Regions from separate parts of the Mus musculus genome. Here regions 1, 2 and 4 are each linked to region 3. A link is a contact called in public HiChIP or PLAC-seq data. All regions are on one chromosome and are shown on one strand. The core of a region is the stretch at or near the end of the contact, and the rest is flanking DNA. Distances in the headings are between cores, read along the strand shown. Region 1 holds the start of Selplg (selectin, platelet (p-selectin) ligand). Region 2 holds the start of Ficd (FIC domain containing). Region 3 has its middle 5.8 kb from the start of Mir7229. Region 4 overlaps Gm42002 (a long non-coding RNA gene).

What was found. HiChIP or PLAC-seq counts read pairs in DNA pulled down with a chosen protein or histone mark.
Region 1: a contact with region 3 is called in an Esrrb HiChIP or PLAC-seq map of embryonic stem cells, with 8 times the contacts expected there. The contact joins the promoter of Selplg here to the enhancer-like site in region 3. A contact is called at or near these places in 3 of 39 promoter capture datasets (cranial neural crest, liver and second pharyngeal arch cranial neural crest), 1 of 484 Hi-C or Micro-C datasets (embryonic stem cells), 7 of 115 datasets of contacts at active chromatin or transcription factors (bone marrow-derived macrophages, embryonic basal ganglia, embryonic stem cells and 1 more) and 1 of 9 other capture datasets (embryonic stem cells).
Region 2: a contact with region 3 is called in an H3K27ac HiChIP or PLAC-seq map of embryonic stem cells, with 6 times the contacts expected there. The contact joins the promoter of Ficd here to the enhancer-like site in region 3. A contact is called at or near these places in 2 of 39 promoter capture datasets (cranial neural crest and frontonasal cranial neural crest), 2 of 15 datasets of contacts at CTCF or cohesin (embryonic stem cells and stem cell-derived epiblast-like cells), 3 of 484 Hi-C or Micro-C datasets (bone marrow-derived macrophages and embryonic stem cells), 26 of 115 datasets of contacts at active chromatin or transcription factors (acute myeloid leukemia, bone marrow-derived macrophages, craniofacial prominence and 10 more) and 1 of 9 other capture datasets (macrophages).
Region 4: an H3K27ac HiChIP or PLAC-seq map of embryonic stem cells shows a contact between it and region 3, with 5 read pairs. The contact joins two enhancer-like sites. A contact is called at or near these places in 1 of 484 Hi-C or Micro-C datasets (embryonic stem cells) and 4 of 115 datasets of contacts at active chromatin or transcription factors (embryonic stem cells and stem cell-derived neural progenitor cells).

The regions. Positions count from the first base shown.
Region 1 is chr5:113,828,841-113,831,812 of GRCm38.p6, forward strand. Selplg (selectin, platelet (p-selectin) ligand) reads right to left here and starts at 1,661. Exons shown (of 2, transcript NM_009151.3): 1 at 1,509-1,661.
Region 2 is chr5:113,734,473-113,737,449 of GRCm38.p6, forward strand. Ficd (FIC domain containing) reads left to right here and starts at 1,310. Exons shown (of 3, transcript NM_001010825.3): 1 at 1,310-1,577; 2 at 2,349-2,700. The coding sequence starts at 2,400.
Region 3 is chr5:113,328,778-113,331,813 of GRCm38.p6, forward strand. No RefSeq gene overlaps it. Among named protein-coding and RNA genes, the nearest start is that of Mir7229, 5.8 kb to the left of the region's middle. Within about 2 kb of position 1,569, at least 5 of the 459 cell types and tissues checked have an H3K27ac peak or open chromatin away from gene starts, as enhancers often do. A contact at or near this core is called in embryonic stem cells, where this site is marked.
Region 4 is chr5:113,606,785-113,609,484 of GRCm38.p6, forward strand. All of the region lies in intron 2 of Gm42002 (a long non-coding RNA gene), which reads left to right. Among named protein-coding and RNA genes, the nearest start is that of Gm42002, 4.9 kb to the left of the region's middle. Within about 2 kb of position 1,322, at least 66 of the 459 cell types and tissues checked have an H3K27ac peak or open chromatin away from gene starts, as enhancers often do. A contact at or near this core is called in embryonic stem cells, where this site is marked.

The DNA of each region.
Region 1 (2,972 bases), core at 411-2,910, 500 kb after region 3:
GGTATGTTTGGGGCCAACCTTGGCTACGTGCGATTTTCTCAAAAACACTGAGCCCGGAAGAGATGGCTCAGCAGTTCAGAGCATTCAGAGGACCAGGATCTCCAGCACTCATGGAGGCTCACATCCATCTGTACCTCATAAGGCACTGCGCACATGTGATGCTCAGACATGAATGCTCTCTTTCTCTTTCTTTCTCTCTCTCTTTTTTTTTCTTCGAGACATGCTCTCAAAACACACACATAAAACTTTTAAAAATAATAAGACTAAGCCAGGCAGTGGTGGCACAGGCCTTTAATCCTAGCACTTGGGAGGCAGAGGTAGGTGGATTTCTGAGTTTGAGGCTAGCCTGGTCTACATAGTGAGTTCCAGGACAGCCAGGGCTACACAGAAATCCCGTCTCGAAAAAAATTAATAATAATAATAAAATAATAGCAATGATAATGATAATACCAACTTAAAAAAACAATTTCCTATGAACAAGTACTGTTTTCTCAATCTGATTTAATTAAGAAAAAAAAAAAGGCAGGGCTGGTGAGATGACTCAGCGGTTAAGATTGCCGACTGCTCTTCCAAAGGTCCTGAGTTCAAATCCCAGCAACCACATGGTGGCTCACAACCATCTGTAACAAAATCTGATGTGCTCTTCTGGAGTGTCTGAAGACAGCTACAGTGTACTTACATATAATAAATAAATAAATAAATAAATAAATAAATAAATAAGAAAAAAGGGATTAAAGTGGAGGCTGGATGGCTCTGAGGGTCAAAGTGCTTGCTGGGGAAGCCTGCTGACCTGAGTTCAGTTCCCAGAACCCACTGTGGGAGAGAACTGACTCCCCCAAGTTATTCTCTGACCTCCACACATACTGCATAACACTCATGTGCCTGCTCATGCGCACAAGTGCCCATGCCATATGCTCATATGCAAATAATAGTTAATAAATAATAATAAATGAAAATAAAAATTTAGATCCAAGAAGGCTGGTATGGTGGTGCATATAACCTATATAACCCTATATAACCCTAGCATGAGGCCAAGGCAAGAGGCTAGCCTGGGCTACATAGAGTTCCAGGCTAGCCTATGAACAAATGGAGACCATATCTGATTTGAGAGAGAGGGAGGGAGGGAGGGAGGGAGGGAAGAGGAGGAGAGAGAGAGAGTATCCCAAAGAATGTTTCATGCCTTAACAACCTTGAGACAAACTCCACGACTCGTCCAGACTCAGTCTCAGCTCTGGCCTTGAGCTTCCCACAGTTGAGAGGAAGGGTGGGATAGTTTCAGGGCAGAGGACCCGGGCTTCTCTGAGCCTCCACACAGAGACTGCAAGGCCAGCCTGGTAAACAGGCAGTAGCTGAGCATTTTCAGCTAAGGATGGAGAAGCCCAAGTCTCCTGGGAGACCTCGGCCCAGAACGTCAGCACCACTCACAAGGGCCCAGGCACCTTGCAAAGGCGGGCTCCTTGTCCCTTGGGCCCCCAGCCACTCCCCATGGTTTTTCGAATCAGACTTACCGTGCCCAACAGAGCATGGGGCAGCTGCCTCAGGGCCCAGAAGCAAACGACTCTGCCTCAGTGACAGGGCCCCAGTCCACACTGCCAGACACTTGTGGTCCCAATCTGCCCGCCAACCCCCAACGGCAGGGTGTGGAAGAAGGAAGCGAGAATGAGGTTACTCAGGCTGGTCACGTGACGCGCCCACACCCCCTTGTTTGTGACAGCTTTGGTGACAAGTCTGATTAAAGCTGGGTGGGCAGTGTGATGGCGGTTTGTTGGGACTGATAACAATCTTGAAAGTTCAAGGAAGGTATGGGGGGTGCTTACTGTGAGGGGACCTCTACATGAGACCTCAGAGAAGAGTCACAGCCTTGTTCTATGGGCAACTGGAGAGAGGCAACCAGAGAGAACCCCTGCCATGGAGGCAAAGGCCAGACAGAAGGGAGGGAGGGTCTCAATGGAGATGGAGAATGGGAGGCAGAGGGGCAGGAACTGCAAATCACCCACCTTTTTGGAGCTTATGCATAGAGTGTTTTTTGTGTGTGTGCATGCTGGTGTGTGCACACGTGTGTGCTTGTGTGCACATGTGTGTATGTATGTGTGTATGTGCATGCATTTGTACATGTGTATGCTCATGTGTGTATGTGCATGCATTTGTACATGTGCATGCTCATGTGTGCATGTGTGTATACATGTGTATATGCACATTTGTGTACGTGTGTGCATGCATGTACACGTGTGTTTGTACATGTGCTTGTGTGTGAGTCACATGCATTCTTGTGCATACTCCCCAACCTCTCCACGTCTCCACAGCTCAGCTTGGCCTCAGGATCCTCCTTTCTCTGGGGCTACGAGGCTTTTCCTCTCACAGGGTTCTACATAACTGGGTGTAGTGGCTCTCACTTTTAATCTTAGTGGTGGGGATGCCAAAGCAGGAAGAGTACTGTGGGTCTGAGGCTAGCCTGGGCTAAAGTTACTCGCCAGGCAGTGGTGGCTCGAACCTTTAATCCCAGCACTTGGGAGGCAGAGGCAGGCAGATTTCTAAGTTTGAGGCCAGCCTGATCTCAGAGTGAGTTCCAGGACAGCCAAGGCTACACAGAGAAACCCTGTCTCAAAAAACCAAAAAACCAAACCAAACCAAACCAACAAAAAAGTAAGACCCTGTCTTAACTGCTCCATGAAAAATCCAACAGTCAAGGACTCGCCAGACAGGGAGGGTCATTCCCCAATGGATTTCTCCCTTATCTGTTCCTTTGCCCAACAGATTTCCTTTGCCTGTATCTCAGGTTGATCAGCAGCCTTGGTCTCATACAATCCCCCTTGTCCATGGGATGGTGAGGCCAGCCAGTAAACAGGCTGGTAGACCATGACCACATACCCTCCAGTAAAAGCGACACTCCAGGGTGAGCTACGGGGTCAGGCAGGAGATGAGGTGAGATAGATGAGGTAAAGACTGGAGGTCAAGCATGCACAGTGTGGATC
Region 2 (2,977 bases), core at 60-2,559, 410 kb after region 3:
GAGAACAATGTTTCCATAAGATCCAACTGTAGGGCATTTTCTTAATTAATGATTGATGGGGGAAGGCCCCGCCCATTGTGGGTGGAGCCATCCCTGGGCTGGTCAGGGGGTTCTATAAGAAAGCAGGCTGAAACCGGATTTGGTGGTATATGCCTCTAATCCCAGCACTCAGAAGGCAGAGGCAGAGGCGGGAGGTTGGGGCTAGCCTGGCCTATACAGTGAGTCCCAGACCAATTTAAGCTACCTGCAGGTGACAGATCAGTAAAGTAGATTGACACCACCAAGTCAGTCTGCTAGTGGCAGAGCTGGGATGCGAACCCAGGGCTGTGTGGCTCCATGAAAAGAGTCCCAAATCCAGAACCTGAGGGCTAAGGCAGGTAGGAGCCAAACTTGGTGACCTGCGTTCAATCCACAAACCCATATGGTAGAAGGAGAAAGCCCAGGTTTGCAAACTGATCTCTGTGCACGTGCGCGCACACGAACTTTTTTTTTTTTTTTTAATTAAGAGATGTGAGCTGTTGTCCCATTCTGCCGTTGAGAAAACTGATCCAAGATCACAAGAGACTGAGGGCAAAAATCTGAATCTGTGGGCCGTCTGACTCCAGAGTGTGCCCAGTAACCTCTCAAAGCAGGCCCTGGGAGCTTCCGGTTCAATATTTGTGGGTTGAGATGGGAGCCCTGCCCTCTGCACCAAAGAAAACTTAATTTGGTAAACAAAAAGCCATAGCCAGCCGCTCCAGAGAATGCAAACTAAAAAAGGTCAGGAGGGCATGTTGGCTCAAAATGACCCGGGTTGAATACTAAGCCAGCTCGGGCTACACAGTAAGTCCCGACCAACCTGGGCTACACCGTGAATTAATTCCTAGCCAGGCCTGGTCTACACGGTGCGAAGCCATCTCAAAAACAAAAGTAGATTAGAGAGGACAAGAAAGGGGGTAAAGAAAAGGGACAAACGGTGAAACCGGGACTAAGAAGTGGGAAACGTTTGGTGATGTGGCTACTGCCATTGCACACCAGAGAAACTGAAGCACACAGAGCCTAGGTGGAGGCCCAGGAAGGTAGCAGATGCTGGGACGGGAAAACAGGACGCAAATGCTCGCCCTAGCCGGTGGCCTCGACCCCGCCCCATGCACACAAGCGACAGCCAATGGAAGCGGCACACGGCGCGCCTTTCCCGGGGGGATGCTCTAGCTAGCTCTAGAACCCGGAAGCGCGGCGGATGGACAAGTCGAGACAGCCAATCCGCCGCGGCAAGGGCGGCCGTCCGTCCAATGGCGAGGCGACGGGAGCGGGGCGAGGTGGTGGGGGCGGGGCCTGCGACCGCGGCTGCGGGGAACGGCCGCGCGGGTTTGGATGCTGGAGGCGGGCACGAGCCCTGGGCCGGTTCGTAGCGGGAGCTCGCGGCAGCCTCATTCCACCCCCCACCCCACCCCCCGCTTCGGGAGTAAGCCGAAGTCTGCTGGGCTCGAGCCGCTGCACAGGCCGCGCGAAGTGATGACGTGGCGGGTCAGGCCCCGGAGCTCCGGCGCCGCCTGTCAGAACGGCGTCATCCCTCATCTGTAAACCGGGAGCTACAGGTAGCTTGCTCGCTCTTCGCAAGGGGGCTGACAGCGTGCAAGGCTGGCCGGCAGCGCAGTGTCCGGCACACCATAGTTGCCCAATAAATGCTTATTGTTGGCAAGATGGCATTTGCATACCTGATCCCTCGCTCCCCCCCCCCATCCCCCGCCAGCCCCCAAGCTTGTGTTCGCCCTCGCTGAGGTAGGGCATCATCACCCACTGTTGTTGGCCAGGCCTTGGGTTTCCCTGTCTATGATGGACAAGCCAGGGAAGGAAGGGCAGAAGGGACACAACATTGGTCACCGAGGCTGTCGGTATTCATATGGTAACATCAGGACACCAGACATTTGTCCTTATCGAAGATTGTGGTGTGTGTCCAGGGGCGTATGCAGGAGTTACAGCCCAAACACTAGGTGTCCTGTGGCAATAGTCGCTTGTGGTGGACTAGTGGACTAAGAGGGGGGCTGAAAAGTCCCCGACTTCACTTTTCTGAGTTCTGATTGCATCTCCTCTGGGGAGGGCGGTGTGGAAACATCACCTCCTGGGGTTGTAGGCTGAGATTATGAAAGTTAATATATATAAATGCATTAGAGTCCTATCACTCTACCCCGGAGGAGCTATGGGTTAGGATGAATCTTCCCAGGCTGGCCCTGCACCATGAGACCCCTCCCCCATTTCCGTGGTCCCTAATGAATTAGAAAGTGTGACGATTCTGTGTCTGGTCTCTCCATCTGGGAACGGGTCCACTCCCACTGCCTCATTCTTTTACAATGCTTGGTTCCTTGCAGGGTCCAGCTTTTCCTCTGTGTCGAGTGCTCTGGGCCCAGCCCTCAGTCCAGATGATACTCATGCCAATGGCGTCGGTGGTGGCAGTGGCCGAACCCAAATGGGTCTCCGTCTGGGGCCGTTTCCTGTGGATGGCGCTGCTGAGCATGGCTCTGGGGTCGCTGCTGGCTCTGCTGCTGCCGCTGGGAGTTGTGGAAGAGCATTGCCTGGCTGTGCTCAGAGGTTTCCACCTGCTCAGGAGCAAACTGGACAGGGCACAGCCTGTGGTCCCCAAGTGCACCAGCCTATGCACAGAGCTCAGTGTCTCCTCCAGGGATGCAGGGCTGCTGACAGTCAAGACTACGGCGTCTCCAGGTGAGTGTGCTGGCCAACTTGGTTGGCCTTGTCAGTTTGTGTGTGTGTAAGCATGAGGGCGTCCCAGTGAATGAGACAGTCCGGAACTCCAGTCTGATGAGTGACTGAGAACGGGTGTCCCAGCATTTGGAGGGAGACACACAAAGGGTGGGCCCTGAGCTGCACCTCAGATCTACATGGGGGTGGTTCAAGGAAGAGCACCTGAGAACAGTGCTCCCTCTGGCCAGAAACCACTGGGGATGGGACTGGAGAGCGGTCCAGGAACTCAGGGAAGCTG
Region 3 (3,036 bases), core at 319-2,818:
GGGCGGGTGGTTGGTCACGCCTCAATCCTGGTGACTTTTAAGAAGTTACCAAGCCTTGGGCATTCCATTAGAGTAATGGAAAATAGACTCAGAGGCCTTCACGACCTACCTTTTCCCCTCTGCTGCATTGGCAATGGCATGAGTCAGCCAGCCAAACCTGTAAATACCTTTTGGTGGCACCTTGCACGGGAAGCAACTTGCGCAGAAGCATGTGTGTGTGTGTGTGTGTGTGTGTGTGTGGCCAGCAGGTTGCCTGGAAACTGCTTCCCTCAGAAAGAAGACACAGCTTTTATTATGGTAGATGGCATACACTCTTGAAGTCCAAGAGTACCTGAGCCTTCATGATCTGTTAGCAGGAAGGGTCTCTGTGAGCACCCAGAGCCATTGCCTGACCATGACTGCTTCTCATAGAACATCCACCTGGCCTCTCCACCCCGACACCAACATGCCGTCTGCCACCCCTGCCTGGCCCACTCGCTCTTGTCACTGACTTCCACCATCAGCACTGGGGGAGTGAAGGGGTCTTGGGAGTTTTCTAGTCCTTAGACTTATATGCAGGAAGGTCTCTAGACTCAGCCATCACCTCTCCGGGCCATCTCCTCAGAGACAGTAACACACTGGAGGAGAAAAGAGACTTCCCAGGGTTAAGTGTCAGTGAGAACAGACCGGGGTGTGGTCACGCACAGGTAGCAGAGGGAATCCTGTCCTTGCAGCTCCTGGAGATCCCCCCCCCAGGGCCCCCAGAGTGACCTGCTCCAAACAGCAGAGTCCAGGGTCGGCACCTCTGGCGTGGCACTTGCAGGCCCAGGGATCTCCACTGTCCAGGTGAGCTGCTCTGCCTCCAGCTTCAGCTGCAGAGCCAATGTGTACTTTCTAGGGTCCTCGCTGCAGACGGTGCGCTTGTGCTCAGGCACTCAGGCTTAGGGACAACAAGCACAGCGGCATGCCAGCCTGGTCACCTGACACTCTAGTGACAAGTCCTTGAGACCTCATGACCTTGGTTGGGGTGTGGGACTTCTCCGTGGCACCCACCCACCAGTGCACTCAACCACTCACACACATCTCAACCTCAAGTGGCACGCAGCCAGCCATGTGCAGACGTCTAGTTACGTTGGTAAATAGGCGATTCAGAAAAAAACCAATTCCATCCCCAGGAGCATCCCAAAGAGCAAAGTACTTGGGAGTGACCCTCCCTGCCCCCCCAGCCAAGGAAGTCTGACACGCTACCAACTTTTGCTGAGGTTAAGGGCTCACAGTAAAAGAGAAGACAATGCATAATCATTAGCCAGGAACTTCCCGAGGGGTCTAAACATCAAATACAATGTTGCCGTGCTAATTCTTGGTTGCCAACTTGACTACCTCTGAAATGAACTACAATCCAGAACTTCTAAAGATCTCATGAAAAGGAATTAAAGAAAGGTCCAGGTGTGATGGTTTGTGCCTTTAATCCCAGAAGACAGAGGCAAGCAGATCTTTTGAGTTCAAGACAAGCCTGGTATAGAGCAAGTTCCAGGTAAAGAAAGACCTAAATCCCAGCATGGTAGTGCACGCCTTTAATCACAGCATTCAGGAGACAGGAGCATGCAGAGTTCAAGGTCACTCAACAAAGCAAATTCCAGGACAGACAACCTGAAGCAGTGAAGGAGTTAGAAAAACAGAAAAGAACAAGTGGGCCATGCCCCAGCCTCAGCAAGCAACAAAACTCCCGCAGCTTTGGCTACGTGACTTTGGCTTTGGCTTTAGAGTCAAGAATAGAGGGGACAGCTGGGACAATTATGCTGGTTAGCTGGAGCTAAGAAATGAGCAATGATTAAGAAGAGACCAGCATCACTGAGGTGAAATCTGGGAAGCATTTTCCGACAGCACAAAGAAGCTGTGTTCCAGAGATAGACCCTCCTCCTGGCTGCCTGCAGAAGACAGTCTCCTTCCCACTCTGTGGATCAAGAAGTAGAACTCCCAGGTCCTTCTCCAGCACCATGCCTGTGTGCACAATGCCATGCTTCCTCCTATGACGATGATGGACTGACTGAACCTCTGAAACTGTAAGCCAGCCCCAGTTAAATGCCTTGTCCAAGGTTTCCCTTCACAACAATAAAACCCTAACTAAGACAAACTTTTTCATCTAAATTCTATTGCTGGGTTGGGGGATGCTGCATAGCCTAGAGGGCACAATGCTGTGGATTCAAAACAACAGACTGTTGTCAATAGATGAACCAAACAGTAATTGTGCCACATATACACATGGAACACTATTCAGTCTTGATTTAAAAAAAAAAAAAAGCCAACCTTAATAACCATACAGATTTACAGGTAATTCAAGTTGTGTGTAGGGGGAGGAATGGGGGCAGTGTTTCTGCAGACAGAGACAGCCCAGTCTATAGAGAGCTTGCTATATACAGTGTAAGGACCCAGCTTCAAATCGGTTGAGGAAGAGACCTAAGGTCAACCCATACATGCCTCCACATGTCTGCTTACACATGTGTGCACATGAACGAGCATAAAGCTCACACACAGAGAAATCAACTAAAGTTGTCGGGTGATACCATTTGGATCCGATTACATCCCAAAGTGTTAAAGGTTTGGACCACAGTTCAGCGAGGTGGAAGGCAATGGTGAGGCTGAGAGAGAGGCATTAGAGCATGCCCTCAATGAACATTTTGCAAGATGCCAGTGTCTCTCCTCCCCGCCCCTGACCCCGTTTCACCCCATTACATGACCATGGCTTTTAGGCAACCGCAAAGCAGTGGGGCTGGCTGGCTGCCCCGCGTGCGGGCTGACACCTCCAAAACCCAGAGCCAAAATCAGCCTTTCCTCTTTTCCAGGTGATTTCTTCCTTAGGTATTTTGTTAGTGACAGAAGCCCAGCAAGCACAGAGGATTTACACAACCCAATCTAAGTGCTTCTGCCAAGCTTCACCTGCAAACACCGTAGTGGTGTACTGCGTATGGGCACACATATCAGTGGGGTTATCACAGGGCTTAGCAGTAAACTTACCTACCCGTGGCTAATTTGCGTTTTTTAAAAAAGAGATTTTGA
Region 4 (2,700 bases), core at 72-2,571, 280 kb after region 3:
GCAAGTTTATTAACAAGTACAGCGCCTTATACAGTATTTCCAGGGGAGAAATGGGACAGAGTCATCAGAAACTATCAAACGCTAGGATGAAGTCAGCAGGAAGCTAATCCAGCAGCATCGCACAACGGGGACCAGGTATCTCAAGAACATTATAGACCCACATAGTGGACAAGCTGATCTCTCAGGATCAGGAGCCACAACTCCCTCCAGTCTCTGGCCCTAGGCCATAACCAACTCTGCCAAGTATATTCCTGGTTCTTTCTCGGTACACCAGGGCCTTGGGGAAAGCCTTGCATTCGCCCAACCCTCCACAGGATTCATCAAAACTAGAGTTAAGGACAGTTGTGACCCACCATGTGCATGTCTGGAATTGGCCCTGGGTCCTTGGCAAGAGTGAGGAGTACTCTTAGGCACTGAGCCATCCCTCTAGCTCACAGAAAATAGTGGTTTGAATTCCAGCTGGCTGGGAAGCTGGTGGTCCCTGTGGTGAGAGTGGGAAGGGACCAGAGAGCTCACTCCCCTTGTTCTCCATCACTACTTCAGTTCCTGCCTCCCCTCTAGTGGTCATTCACAAGGGTTGAGGAGAGAGGAGCCATTGGGTCAGACCTCTCCCTAGTCTGAGAATTTGGGGCTGGAAGGGAGTTGCTGGCGGGCAGGCATTGCATTCCAGATTCAGTCTGTACTCCACTCCCATCCCAGAATGGAGTCTTATCTCTCCACCAACAAGCCTTTCTCCCCACTCAGCCTTGGGACCTGGCTCACTTAACAGGAAACAGAATGTGTACTGAGAGAGGAAAGCCATAGCTTGGTTCCCCAAAGCTAGGATTCCCACACCGTTGCAGCCAGCACACAGTATGGGTAGGATTCCCACACCGCTGCAGCCAGCACACGGTTTGGTATGACTGACTCATCAAAACAGGATTGCTGCCTTCTGCTGAGTCCCCAGAGCCTAACAAGCACTCAACCCAAACCAACGGACAGTGTCTGTATGGCTGCCGGTGTCTTCTTCCTTATCCATAAAGAGAAGGCATCTAAGTGGGGTGACTTAGGTTGTATGCTGATGTGTTGCTGTTTCTGACCACGTCTCACCATACCTGGAAACCCATCCCTAGTAAATCCCCCCAGGAAGGCATTGGTACCTGACCAGAGCCTTGTGCTGTAAACATCTGCTACTGACCAAGAGCCATCGGATACTATGGGCCAAGCACTTAGGCCTCCAGTCCCTGTTTCCTGCCTCCCTGCTCCACAGCCCAACATTTGGAATCAAACCAGAAACTCGCTCTGCTCCGTTATTCAGATGCTTGCTGTAAGAAGCCAAGCATCTGTGCGGTGGAAACCAGGACACAGAGAAGCCTTGGGTCTGTCTCTCCCAGCACATCTGGGCTGCAGAGCTTCAGGGCGTCAGGGATCCTCCCGCCTGTGTGAGGACCATCCGCGGCCAGCACAGACCCGATGCCCACTTTGGAGCAGAAGGATGAGCACAGGAAGTCTGTGGTCGAGGCCGTGCCTGCCAAGCCTTTAACAGAATCCTGGTCTGGAAGAGATGAGAAACAATAGGGCTGGGGCGGGGCTGGGGAGAGGCTGGGGCGGGGCATCTGGCTCTTCTATTCCCTAGGTGCAGTAAATCAGCTAGCCAGGAAAGAAGGCCCAGGGAGGCAGAAGCCATTAATGAAAACCTCCTCTACTCTCCTTTGGGGCTTCTAACAGCTTCAGGAAAAACCATAGCTCCTCCATTACCTACATGATCTGGGCCTTGGTTTCCACACCTGTAGAAGCAGGAGGACCCTCGCCCTCTCCACGTGTCACGCAAAGGGGAAGTCTTTGGAACTGGGGTGTTTTGAGATTTCAACCATAGGTGACCGAGGCTTATTCAGTGATGGCAAAATGTGGGCAGCAGCGTTTCCAAGCTGAGCTCCTCTAGGGATTCTGGGGGTGCGGGGCAAGTTAGACACACACATCCCTGCCCTGATGGAGTTCTCCTCCCAACAGGGGACAGACAGGAGACTACTAAAGGCATGGCTAAGTAAAGGTGGCCATGCGTACAGAAAAATTGAGATCTCACCTGTGACCTGAATGGAATGGCAGCCTCAGAGGAAATGGTGGCGCCTCTAGGCTGAGGGGTGACTTGCTTGCTTGGTTTGGGCTGGAGTGTTTGAAGTGAGATGTCATTCTGTAGCCCTGGCTACCTTCCAATTCCCAACTCTCACTGCTTCAATATTTTGATCCCAGGATCCCAGGTGAGCAGCCATGCCCAGTGAGAGGGTGACTTTGGGGGGGGGGTGCATAGAACCTAGGTAAAGCAGCACCAGATGCAGAGATGGGGAGGGGTTTCCCTGCTGTCTGCAAAGCCCCACATCTGCTCTCTTCAGGGACACAGAGGAAAGGTCACTCCTGGAGACACCACGGATCGATTTGCTTCTAAAAGATCTTTTAATTTTTTTTCAAAAGGCATCTTCCTCTCAGACAGACAGATTGAGAGTTTGCCACAGCCCCTGTCATGACTTTGCAGGTCCAGAGACACCCCCTAGACCCACATCCAGGCCAATAGCGAAGACGTAGGAGTATCTTGCCTCTGCCCTAAAATGGGTTTTGCTAAGACCTGCCTCTTCTTCAGCCAGGATTCTGCTCGACCCTGGTGGGGCACATGGTCACCAAAGCTGGTACTCGAGGCTCAGGGGTGAAGAGGGCAGCTTGGTGAGC